Linked DNA regions of Rattus norvegicus: region 1 is linked to region 2. The links are chromatin contacts, called in public HiChIP or PLAC-seq maps. All regions are on one chromosome and are shown on one strand. The core of a region is the stretch at or near the end of the contact, and the rest is flanking DNA. Distances in the headings are between cores, read along the strand shown.

Region 1 (5,272 bases), core at 157-2,656, 300 kb before region 2:
GGTATGTCAGTTGGCTTCGTTGTCAGCTTGAGGTAGGCTAGGAAGACAGAAGACAGAAGTATGTGTAGAGGAACAGAGCCCCCTTTCACTAGTCTGTTGAAGTCTTTTGCTGAAAGTCAGGAATTCAGCATGAATCATGAAATACATTGCGAAGGTTGTCTTTGTAGAGACACTATCCCTTTTATACAGAGATAGCTCAAAAAAGAATAAACCAGGCTTGAGACCTAAAGTACATGACCTCTGAGTTTGGCCTCATTCCTTTCCCAGATATAAACCTGCAATTTTCTAGGAATCTCACAGGCAAGATTATAAACCCCATTATGGTAACAGACATGGCTTAACCTGTGTGTAACCTTCCCAACCCACGGTTTCACCACGTTAGATTTTCCTACCCAAACCATGTCAGGAATTGCTGGCTCTATGGTCTAATTTACTGAAGGCAGGAGGGTGTCGCTTCAAAACGCCTTGAGCAGTATAAACCTCAGGAGTCACAAAAAAAGTGCATATATGGTTACTGCTAGTCGCTCAAACCAGGAAACTCGAGAAAGGCCACGCTCACACCTGGATGTACAGGAGCCTTTCCCTGATCACCTTTAATACTTAAAGCTGTTAGCAATCTAATCTTAATAAACTGTCTCTGAATCCTGGCTTCATCTGAGTAGAACTGCTCTGAAGGAATGTCTCAAACTCCTCCAGGCACCAAGGTGGAGCTGTCTTTTGCTCCGATTACTGCAGACAGATGAACAGACTTCCCTTGCCCCAAGCCAGATAAGCCAGACCCAGATCCTAGCTGAGGGACCGGGTTATAAAGAAGTCATTTGTGTAGGGAGGAGCCAACACTGCAGTAGAGATTTCCCCACGGAAGGAGGGAGGGCAAGTGTCCCCAAGTGAACAGTCTTGGGTCTTGGAACCACTTGGAAGTCAGTGGAGCCAGACAGGTGCACAGCACAGGGATCGAGTCCCCACGTGCCCTCTTAGGGTTCTGAGTAAGAAGGGCTCCTGTGCAATGCAATGCAATGCGGCTAGGTGACATAGCGCAGGTCTGCAGAAAGCTCAGGGGCCTACAAAGCTTCATGGGCGAACCTGCCAGGCAAGGGTCCACAGGCCCCACCCACCCCATGATCCGCCAGCCTTTGTTTCCTCCCTCTATGGTTTGGGGCTCCGGATCCAACAAGCTGGTCCTTGGTGGGCAAGGTCCAGGTCAGGGAGGGCGTAACATGGCCGCTTGAAGCGCCACACCACATAAGGCAGGAAGGACAGCCAGGTGGTGAGGTTCTCTTTGGATCTGGGAGGATCCGGGTTTCCTGTTGTTCTCTGGCCTGGTGAACTCAAGTGCAACCTGCTTCCTTGTGACCTATATCCTCTCCTTCATCTGGGCGGCAGGAGTCCAGGGCGACGCGGGTGGTCAGCCCAGTTCCCTAGGCACTCCCGGGGCGGGGATGCTCGCCCAGGCTTCCCCGCACCAGAGAGCGCGGCCCCGGCGCTTTGTCCTAAGGAGAAACCGGCTCCCCAAGCCCAGAGTGGGGGGCGCCGGATCACGTGGGGACCGCAGGATCCAACAGTCTGTTCAGCTTAAGTCTCGAAACCCCCACCCCCACTCCCATCCCCCCCATCCCGGCTGCAGAGCCTAGCGCGCACGCGCTCGCGCACTGACCCCCGCCCACCGCATTCCAAGTAAGCGCTCGGATGCTGTGCATTGATTGGCTCGGGCTGCCGTTCTCTCAACCAATAGGCGCGCGGCTGCTGGCTATAGTTTAGCTGTGTGTGCATCTCTGCGTCTCTCGGCGAGGTGCTGCGGACAAGGGATGGGAAATTCTGGAATGCGAGCCGGTCTGGACGCACCCGCATCCTGGACCGCGGTCTGCAGGCGTGGACGCCCTGACCTTGGAAGGACTCTGATTCCTGGCCTTGTTTAGCCTTGGGTGTTCGTCGGCGTTGCCCTGATCCCTGTTGCCCCTCACCCGAACACCTCCACCATGAACCTCTCCAGCCCTAAAGGCAAGCCAGCCTATGCTTGATGACACACACCTATAATTCCAGCCCTAAGGAAGGCAGAGACTATTCTGGGTTACATGTCAGGGTTGGCTGAGGTTGTAGCCAAGAGTGTTTGCCTAAATGTACAAAGCCTCTTAATACTGGGTATGGTGGCTCACATCTGCAATCCCCACACTTGAGAGACGGAGACAGGAAAATTAGAAATGCAAGGCTATTTTGGGCTACATACGGAGTTCAAGGTTAGTCAGAACTCCATGAGACCGGGTCTCAAAAAAAAAAAAAAAAAAAAAACCTAAACAAACTCAGTAAGTCTCAATGAAAATTAGCAGTAATCAGCAGCCGGGCAGCGGTGGTGCACGCTTTTAATGCTAGCACTCGGGAGACAGAGGGAGGCAGACATCTGAGTTTGAGGCCAACCTGATGAGTTCCAGGACAGCCAGGGCTACATAGGGAAACTCTCTCTTAAAAAAGAAAGAAAGTAAGAAAAGAAAGAAAGAAAGAAAGAAAGAAAGAAAGAAAGAAAGAAGGAAAGAAAATAGGGCTGGAGAGATGGCTCATCGGTTAAGAGCATTGACTGCTCTTCCAGAGTTCAAAGGTCCCAGCAACCACAGGGTGGCTCTCAACCATCTGTAATGGGATCCAGTGCCCTCTCCTGGTGTGTCTGAAGACAGCTGTAGTGTATTCACAACAGTATACTCATATAAAACAAGTGAGTACATAACTAAATCTTAAAGAAAAGTTAACACTGTAGTATGTGTAGGCCTCAGAAACCTGTGGGTTTTATGTTATGTATAGATTGCGTTTCAATAAAACTATTACAAACTTCACTGCTTATCCTGGAAGCAGTGGGTTCCAGCCCTGCTCTCCAGCCAGGCGTGGCAGGATTTTGTTCCAGGAAGCAATGACTGTCTGTGGGTGAGCCAGAGTGCTCTTCCCTCCAAGAGGAAAGGCATGGATGCCCACTGGGCATGTGCTCCACAGCTGGGGCGAGCGTCGGGGCAGACTGCTCCCTTGGAAATTACCTATTTGAGGTCTTTGGGGAAGTCAGAGGTTGGTGAAAGCCTTACTTTTCTTAGAATACAGCCTCAGGCAATGATGATGAATGAGGCTGGGCTTCTGACTCTCGAGCTCCCTGAGGAGTGCTCCCAGGCTGTCTCTGGGTTCTACCCATGTGTTCCCACCATCTTCTAATGTGATGATTCTAGCTCCTTACTTGGCTGGTTCCATTCTGGTTAGGTGATCTCTGACCCCATCCCTTCAGGACCCTCGTCTAGGAAAGTCATTGTGTGCTTGTGTGAGGTGTATGCATACGAAAGTGTACGTGTGCTTGTGCCTGTGCACACATGGGGGCCAGAGCAGATGCCAGGCGTCTCCCCTACCTTGTTCTTGCTCTGACTCTGCCTTGAGGTAGAACCTCTCATGGGATCAGAAGCTTGTTGTCAGTGTCAGGCTGGTTGAAATGTGGGCTCTCAGGATTCACCTGTCTTCTGCCCCCCAGTGCTTTTACAAATGCGTGCTGGGGATTCAGACTCAGCCTTTCTGTTTGCAGGTCACTGCACTTAACCACGGAGCCATCTCCTTAGCCCTTTGGAGTGTGTGTGTGTGCACACGCACGTGTGCGCACACCTGGAGAAGTCAGAAGAAGGCATCAGATCCCTTGGAGCTAGAGTTGCATACAGTTGTGAGCTGCCTGACATGGGTGCTCAGAAACAAACTCAGGCTCTTTGGAAGAGCAGCAAGCACTTTTAACTGCTGAGCCACCCTTCCAACCCCTTTGATTTATTTTTTATGTAGCCTAGGCTGCTCTCAAACTCAAGATCCTCCTGCCTCAACCATCTGAGTCAGGGTCACAAGAGAGCATCAGCGCACCCAGCATAAGAGGCATCTTACTATTCCCTCTCTGATAAACAGTTCGTTTCTTTAGTCCCCTGCCTTCTCGTCCCCCGTCAGCTGCCATGCTGAATATGAGCGCTGGAGGGCGCTCCCGCACCGCTCCTACTGGCCAACTGGTTCCTATGGGAGGGCCCCTGTTGTGTGAATGCCAGATTTCCAGATTCATACTCGAATTGTAAACTGAAAGCCAGAGCGAAGCGAGAGACTGCAGAAGTGAGCTTAGACTAAAGTTCTCCAACCCACTTGGTGGCAACTTCTTAAACCAGGCTGTAAGGTCGATTCCCCAGGTCAGGGAGGCTGCTTAGGTGCCCTTTGTAAACGGGGCCATGTCGGACACAGATGGAATAATGCTGCCCGATGCTTACAGGCGGAATATGTGCAGACCCGCCAGTGTTGTCTGTCACCGGGCCTCCAACATCGAACACAAAGGCAGAGACGGGTTCCCCAGTGACGGTGACTTCCACTGTTACCCTGTCCCTTGCCCTTCCAGCGTCTATGTATTTACCTCCTTTGATGTGTCCTTCCTGTCGCTTGGTCTGGTGGCCAGGAGTCAGTTCACAGACACCCACAGCTGGATACCCACAGAGACCTACTCCAGGTGGCCCCATCTCAAGTTATTTCCTACACTCTTGACCGACTCCTGATCTCAAGTTGGCCAACGCTCTCTCAAAAGCCTGGGGCTCCTGCCTTCTTCAGATCCCTGCTAATTACTGGCCCCCCCCCTGGGGTTCTCAGGGAGCCCAGGATTTGTTGCCTGACTTCAGATTAATAGTGAAGACACCCTAGCACGGCCACGGAGGACAGGCAGTTTGGTAGGTGCTTAAGAGTGTTTGTGTGGGGGTTGGAGATTTAGCTCAGTGGTAGAGCGCTTGCCTAGCAAGCACAAGGCCCTGGGTTCGGTCCCCAGCTCCGGAAAAAAAAAAAAAAAAAGAAAAAAAAAAAAGAGTGTTTGTGTGGCCAGCAGTGACTGTAGGTGACCAATGGTTCTGCCCGACTCATAAAACGCACCCCTCCTCCATCAGCCCCAGTCCTGATCTTTGGAGAGAGGCATTTGAGGCTGTCTGAGAGCAGCCTGCACAGGAGGGATATGGGAACAGCTTAGTCAGGCTCCCAGGCAAGGTCTGTCCTGGCCATCTGGGTCTACTCCTGGTGGGAGACCCCACACCCTTCCTAATAAATACTTCTACAATGGGATTCCCCCTATACACCTGGGGAGTCTCATCTCTTGATGAATACTTCCAGTTGGGGAGGCTGGATTGACTTGGGAACTATAGAGCTCCAAAGGGCTAAATGCTGGAGGCAGAGGAGCCCAGATGCCTGGGAGCCTTGAGGGTTCAGGACCAGTACCAGACCCCACTTGATTTCTTCCCACCCCAACCAGTCC
Region 2 (5,202 bases), core at 1,800-4,299:
CCCTGGTGGAGCTGTTCTGGGCAGGGGCTGGATGCTCACTTTGTGCTACCTGATCGCCCGCTGTGCTGGGGGAACCCGGCTGGCTCTCTGGCAAGGGAAGGTAATGGCTGAAGCCAGAACTAATTAATACTACAGAGGGGGAAGTGGGCATCGCAGGCCCGGGCGTGTGGGACTAGAGGAAATTCTAACATGGTCCTCTAGGCTTTGGGAAGGGAGATTTGCCACAGGTGTCAGTGGCTCTTCTGTGCTCAGACCTGGGCTAGCCACGAGGAACATAAGGTCACCCCCCTTTACAGAAAGACAAGTGACCTAGAAAAAGAAGAGGTCCCCAGGGGACGTTTAGCTGTCTGTCTGCAGGAATGTGGCCTGGAGTGGGTAACTAGGCTCTAGTCCGAGTTCAGTCCTCAATCCTCAGAGCCTCAAGTCTTCACCTGGGTAGGGGACGTAGGGTGGGACCGAGTGGCTGGGAGATTTGCCCGGTCCTGAGGACAATCTGGCTTTGTTTCCCCTCTGTCCCTGTTTTGGGTTTTATGTGTTTGTTTGTGGTTCTAGGCAAGTGTTCTTCCACTCACCCTGTCCTTGTTTATGGCTGTTTGGCCTACCCCAGACTAACCCTGCTTGGAATGTGATTTAGATGAGGTGGGGTGGGGGCAGGGTGGTCTCTCCTAGGCTGATCCTCTCCAGAGTAGCAGCCTGTCCCCAGAGTGGCCTCCAGGGATGTCCAACAGCAGACTCTTAGGGCGTCTGGGGCACTGGATATGCTGCAGGGCTGAGGGGACACCACAGCCTGCAGGCAGGCGGTAGGGGTGGGGACGATGAAAAAGTCCCTGGGTTCCTTGCTCCCTGTCCAGGGATGAGGAACCCAGTTACTTTCCAAGATATACAGTGGAGCCCCTGCTTATAAATCTCCAAGCCACGGGTTGGGTTGGGGACAGGGGGGAGACCACTGACAGGGTCCATGAGGGTCTGCTCTGCCTCTGGCCCTTGACCTCTGTCTCTGGGCCTTCTTCAAGTGGGACTCAGCCTGGGTTTCCAGCCCCACCTGGGCCCGAGTCCTTTGTCCCCTGCTGCGATGGTGTCCCTGAGGAATCAGGGGCTATGAACAGGGAGGCCATCCAGCAGGGGCCCATGCTCTAGGCCTGTATTAGTCAGGTTGAGTTTTGGGGAAAAGGGTCTTTCATAGCCTGTGTCCTGACCGCCCACCTATGCTGGCCCAACTTGCAGGAGTTTGAGAATGCTGAAGGGGAAGAGTATGTGGCCGACTTCTCGGAGCAGGGCTCCCCGGCTGCTACTGTACAGAACGGCCCCGATGTGTATGTCCTGCCTCTCACTGAGGTCTCCCTGCCCATGGCTAAGCAGCCGGGTCGCTCAGGTAAGCAAGCCTGTCTCCCTGAAAGTGCGTACAGTGGGGGATGAGGGACACTTGGGCCATTGCAGCAAGGTCTCGTTCAGGCTGCATTTCATGCTGGGCTGTGTTGGAAGGTCCATGGAACCCCTTCAGGACCTGAGGCCAGCTGTCAGCTGGCTTGAGAGTAGCCTCGAGCCTGTCATTTCTCCACCCAAGGGGCTGCCATGCAGAAGGGTAGTAACTGGGGGAGGTGGCCCAGCACTCTGGCTCTGGGATTATTTACCGTTCTCTGCTTCTAACCCCAGACCCCTGCTCCCCTATACACAGCCTTGTAGGAGCAAGAGAAGCAACAACCCCACCCTACCTCTACCCTCCCATCCCCTCTGCCCCTTACCAAGTGTAGGCCCGGCCTCTTCCCGTGGCTTCCTTTACCCAGTCTGCCCCTCCCTTTTGCCTTCCTCCCAGAGCCTCTTCCTCTAGGCTAGTCCCCTCCCCGCACCTGTCTGGAGGTGACAGGTAAATGCTGCTCTGATCACCATGGTTCCTGGGACTATGGCTACCTCTACAACAGTCAGCTCTCGGGTCTTTACAGCCTGGATTTCAGCTAAGGGTTGTCCCTTGTCTATCTGACCGGTCCAAGAACACTGCAGAAGGTGTCAGGCTGAGAGTGCGGCTGGCCCCAGTGCCGCTGTGGTGAAAAGCAGGCACTCTTCCTACCTCAGCCTTGGAGCGACCCTACCGGGCCCTCAACACAATGCTTCTTTTTTTTTTTCCCCCCTTTTCTTTTTTTCGGAGCAGGGCCTTGTGCTTGCTAGGCAAGCGCTCTACCACTGAGCTAAATCCCCAACCCCAACACAATGCTTCTTATCAAGGGCCCAGCCTGCGTCAAAGACTAGGGTCTCGGTACCTATTTGAGCCAACAGAGAGGACATCCGGCCACCAGCCTGGCCCAACACTAAATGCATGGTTCTGTGGCTCATTGAGTCTCGTGGGAGAGAGCTCGAAAGTCAGGCAGGATCCAGACATGGATATGGACACGTTATCCACTGGCTCAAAGGCCTGCAGTTATCTCTAGCACTTCTTATGAGACAGGCAGCCTTGGCTCTCCATGGGCAAGGACAGTGGGACAGGGACTCGGAGAGGGCAAAGGTGCTTTCTACATTGTTTAGCTCTGTTGTTTTGGCCGGGGGGGGGGCATCTTTTAAGGAGGGAGAAATTTGGCGTGAGATTAGTCAGCCCACCTAAGCCCCCTCCCCTACCTCTAGCTCCCAACATCAGCATTCTCCTGCCTCTGTGCTTGTCCTGGTTTCTCCTGTTGGGACCCTGAACCTGCTCTGGGACAACTGAGGTCCTAGAGACCCCGGGGTTTCCACCAGGCATCCAGTCAGATTGGGTTCAGGGCTTAAGTCTTGGGACACAGGGCCTGGTGGGGCTCTTCCATGAATTGGGCGCCAAGCCAACATTCCCTGAGTCTCTTTGTCCCTGAGGGCTGCTGCCTTCCCTTGGCCCTCCCAACCGCTCTAACCCTGGCCTTCTGGGCTATCAGCGTGGGAGGAGAATTCAGAGAATCTGAGGGGGCATGAGTGGGTGCAGTGAGTCCTGGCCCTTTCCTCTGCCCACACTGACCCTTCTTCTCCACTGACTTCACTCAGCCTGGCCCACGGGGAGAATGGACCCAGTGTGTCCCGTACAGGGCTGTGCCAAGCAGCCCCCAACAAAGGCGGCTTTGGTGCAATGGGTGTTTGAATGCCAGCCTGTGGCAGGGGTAGGGGGTTGGTTGCTCTGCTGTCTTCCCAGGCCTCAGCACCAGCTTCTTGCTTCATCCAGACGGCCTTCCAGGCCCTGCTGTCTGGGCTTAGCTTCTCCCACTGGCTCTGGGCGCCATTTTCCAGGCTTGCCTGGATGGGGATTGAGATCTATGGCTCTTCTGAGAGCAGCCACCTCAGAGCCTGAGAGATGCTGGCCCTTGATGACAGCCCTCAAGCCTGGCCTCCACTTTATTGACTCTGGCGGGGAAACTTGGGGGAAGCTCCCTGCGCCCTGAAGAGCCTGGTAAGGAAGATGAAGCAGAGTGGTGGCTAAGCAGTTCCTGGGGTTCTGTTCTATTCTAGTGCAACTCCTCAAGTCCACGGACCTGGGCCGCCACAGCCTCCTGTACTTGAAGGAGATTGGCCACGGTTGGTTTGGGAAGGTAAGCATGCCTCAGGGTGGTGGGAATTGCTACTCCTGGGGATGCCCTGGGGAGGGGCTCTTTCTCACACACCCCCGACTGGACCATGCATCCGAGTCCCTTTTCTTCGGTGCGGACCCCCAGACAGTGAGAAAAGCGGGAGGCTTGCAGGTGGACTGGGGCTGAGTGCTTAGTGGGAAGTGGTACGACCCTCCGAGGCACTGGGAGCTAAACGGCTTGTCCTGTGGAGACCGAAGGGGGCCCTGGTGACGCCTGTCACATCTGGCAGGTGTTCTTGGGGGAGGTGCACTCGGGTGTCAGTGGCACGCAGGTGGTGGTGAAGGAGCTGAAGGCCAGCGCCAGTGTGCAGGAGCAGATGCAGTTCCTGGAGGAGGCGCAGCCCTACAGGTAGGTGGTGTGCTGGGGGCAGGGCAGGGGACCTGCTGTGGGAGAACCTGGAGGTGTTGTGGGGAGGGCTGTGTTGGGGGGCCCGGTGCGCCCTCTCCTGCCCTCCAACTCAGACGCCCGTGGACTCTTCCAGGGCCCTGCAGCACAGCAACCTGCTTCAGTGCCTGGCCCAGTGTGCTGAGGTGACCCCCTATTTGCTGGTTATGGAGTTCTGTCCCCTGGTAAGTGGCCATCTGCGGGGAGGCAGCATTGTCTGTCCAGGTCCTATTCTGTAGCTCATTGTTCCAAAGGGGAGTGGGAGGCCCTTCTGAGCTGGCTCCTCTCCTGCTCTGCCTCTTGGGATCTTTTGTTATTTCTCCAGTAGAGTCCTAGTGGTCCCTGCCCTGCTCTGCCTCAGAGGGGGGTCTGCTTAGAGTGAGCCAGCAGCAGCAGGGGCAACACTGTGGGGTCTGGGGCAGTTCAGTGTGGGGAGTCCTGGGACAGCCACAGGCTTCACACAGCTCCTGGGGCAGAGCCTGAGTTTAGGATCCTCGTGTGGCTCCTTGGCCTCTTTACATGCGCAGCTCTGGTGCCAAAGCTGCTTCTGTATGAAGGTCACTGTGTCGGAATCCAGACATAGGCTTTGCTGAAACTGCTGCGAACACTAGGGCTGCCAGCTGATCTGCAGGTCACCCGACCCAGGTTGGTGGCGGGCTTGTGATGCGCTGGTAGCTGCTGCTAGCAGGTGACTGTGTGCTCTCTCGGCAGGGGGACCTCAAAGGTTATCTACGGAGCTGCCGGGTGACAGAGTCCATGGCGCCTGACCCCCTTACCTTGCAGCGCATGGCGTGCGAGGTGGCGTGTGGTGTCTTGCATCTACATCGTCACAACTATGTGCACAGGTGAGGGTTAGCGGGACTAGCCAGGCCGTGGACACAAAGCCCCGCTACCCCAGTGCCTTGACCCTGAATGCCTCTGTACAGGAAAATCGCAGTGATCCCACTCTGTGGGTCTTGTGAACTGGGTTCGTCTAATAGCCACTCTGCAGGGAATTTTATAATTCCTAAAATTGTGAAAACTAGGGGTGCTGGAGAAATGGCTCAGCGGTTAAGAGCACTGACCGCTCTTCCAGAGGTCCTGAGTTCAAATCCCAGCTACCACATGGTGGGTCACAACCATCTGTTATGGGATCTGATGCCCTTTTCTGGTGTGTCTGAAGACAGCCACAGTGTACTTATATATAATAAATAAATAATAAAAATAAATAAATAAAATAAATCTTTTTTTAAAAAAATTG

What was found. HiChIP or PLAC-seq counts read pairs in DNA pulled down with a chosen protein or histone mark.
Region 1: a contact with region 2 is called in an H3K27ac HiChIP or PLAC-seq map of oligodendrocytes, with 2.8 times the contacts expected there. The contact joins two enhancer-like sites. A contact is called at or near these places in 4 of 12 Hi-C or Micro-C datasets (frontal cortex, liver and psoas muscle) and 1 of 1 datasets of contacts at active chromatin or transcription factors (oligodendrocytes).

What each region holds. Positions count from the first base shown.
Region 1 is chr10:106,096,640-106,101,911 of GRCr8, reverse strand. No RefSeq gene overlaps it. Among named protein-coding and RNA genes, the nearest start is that of Actg1, 22 kb to the left of the region's middle. Within about 2 kb of position 1,406, at least 76 of the 93 cell types and tissues checked have an H3K27ac peak or open chromatin away from gene starts, as enhancers often do.
Region 2 is chr10:105,796,933-105,802,134 of GRCr8, reverse strand. Aatk (apoptosis-associated tyrosine kinase) reads left to right here. Exons shown (of 14, transcript NM_001394586.1): 3 at 1,225-1,372; 4 at 3,460-3,539; 5 at 3,808-3,926; 6 at 4,060-4,147; 7 at 4,674-4,807. Among named protein-coding and RNA genes, the nearest start is that of Mir338, 3.1 kb to the right of the region's middle. Within about 2 kb of position 3,049, at least 43 of the 93 cell types and tissues checked have an H3K27ac peak or open chromatin away from gene starts, as enhancers often do.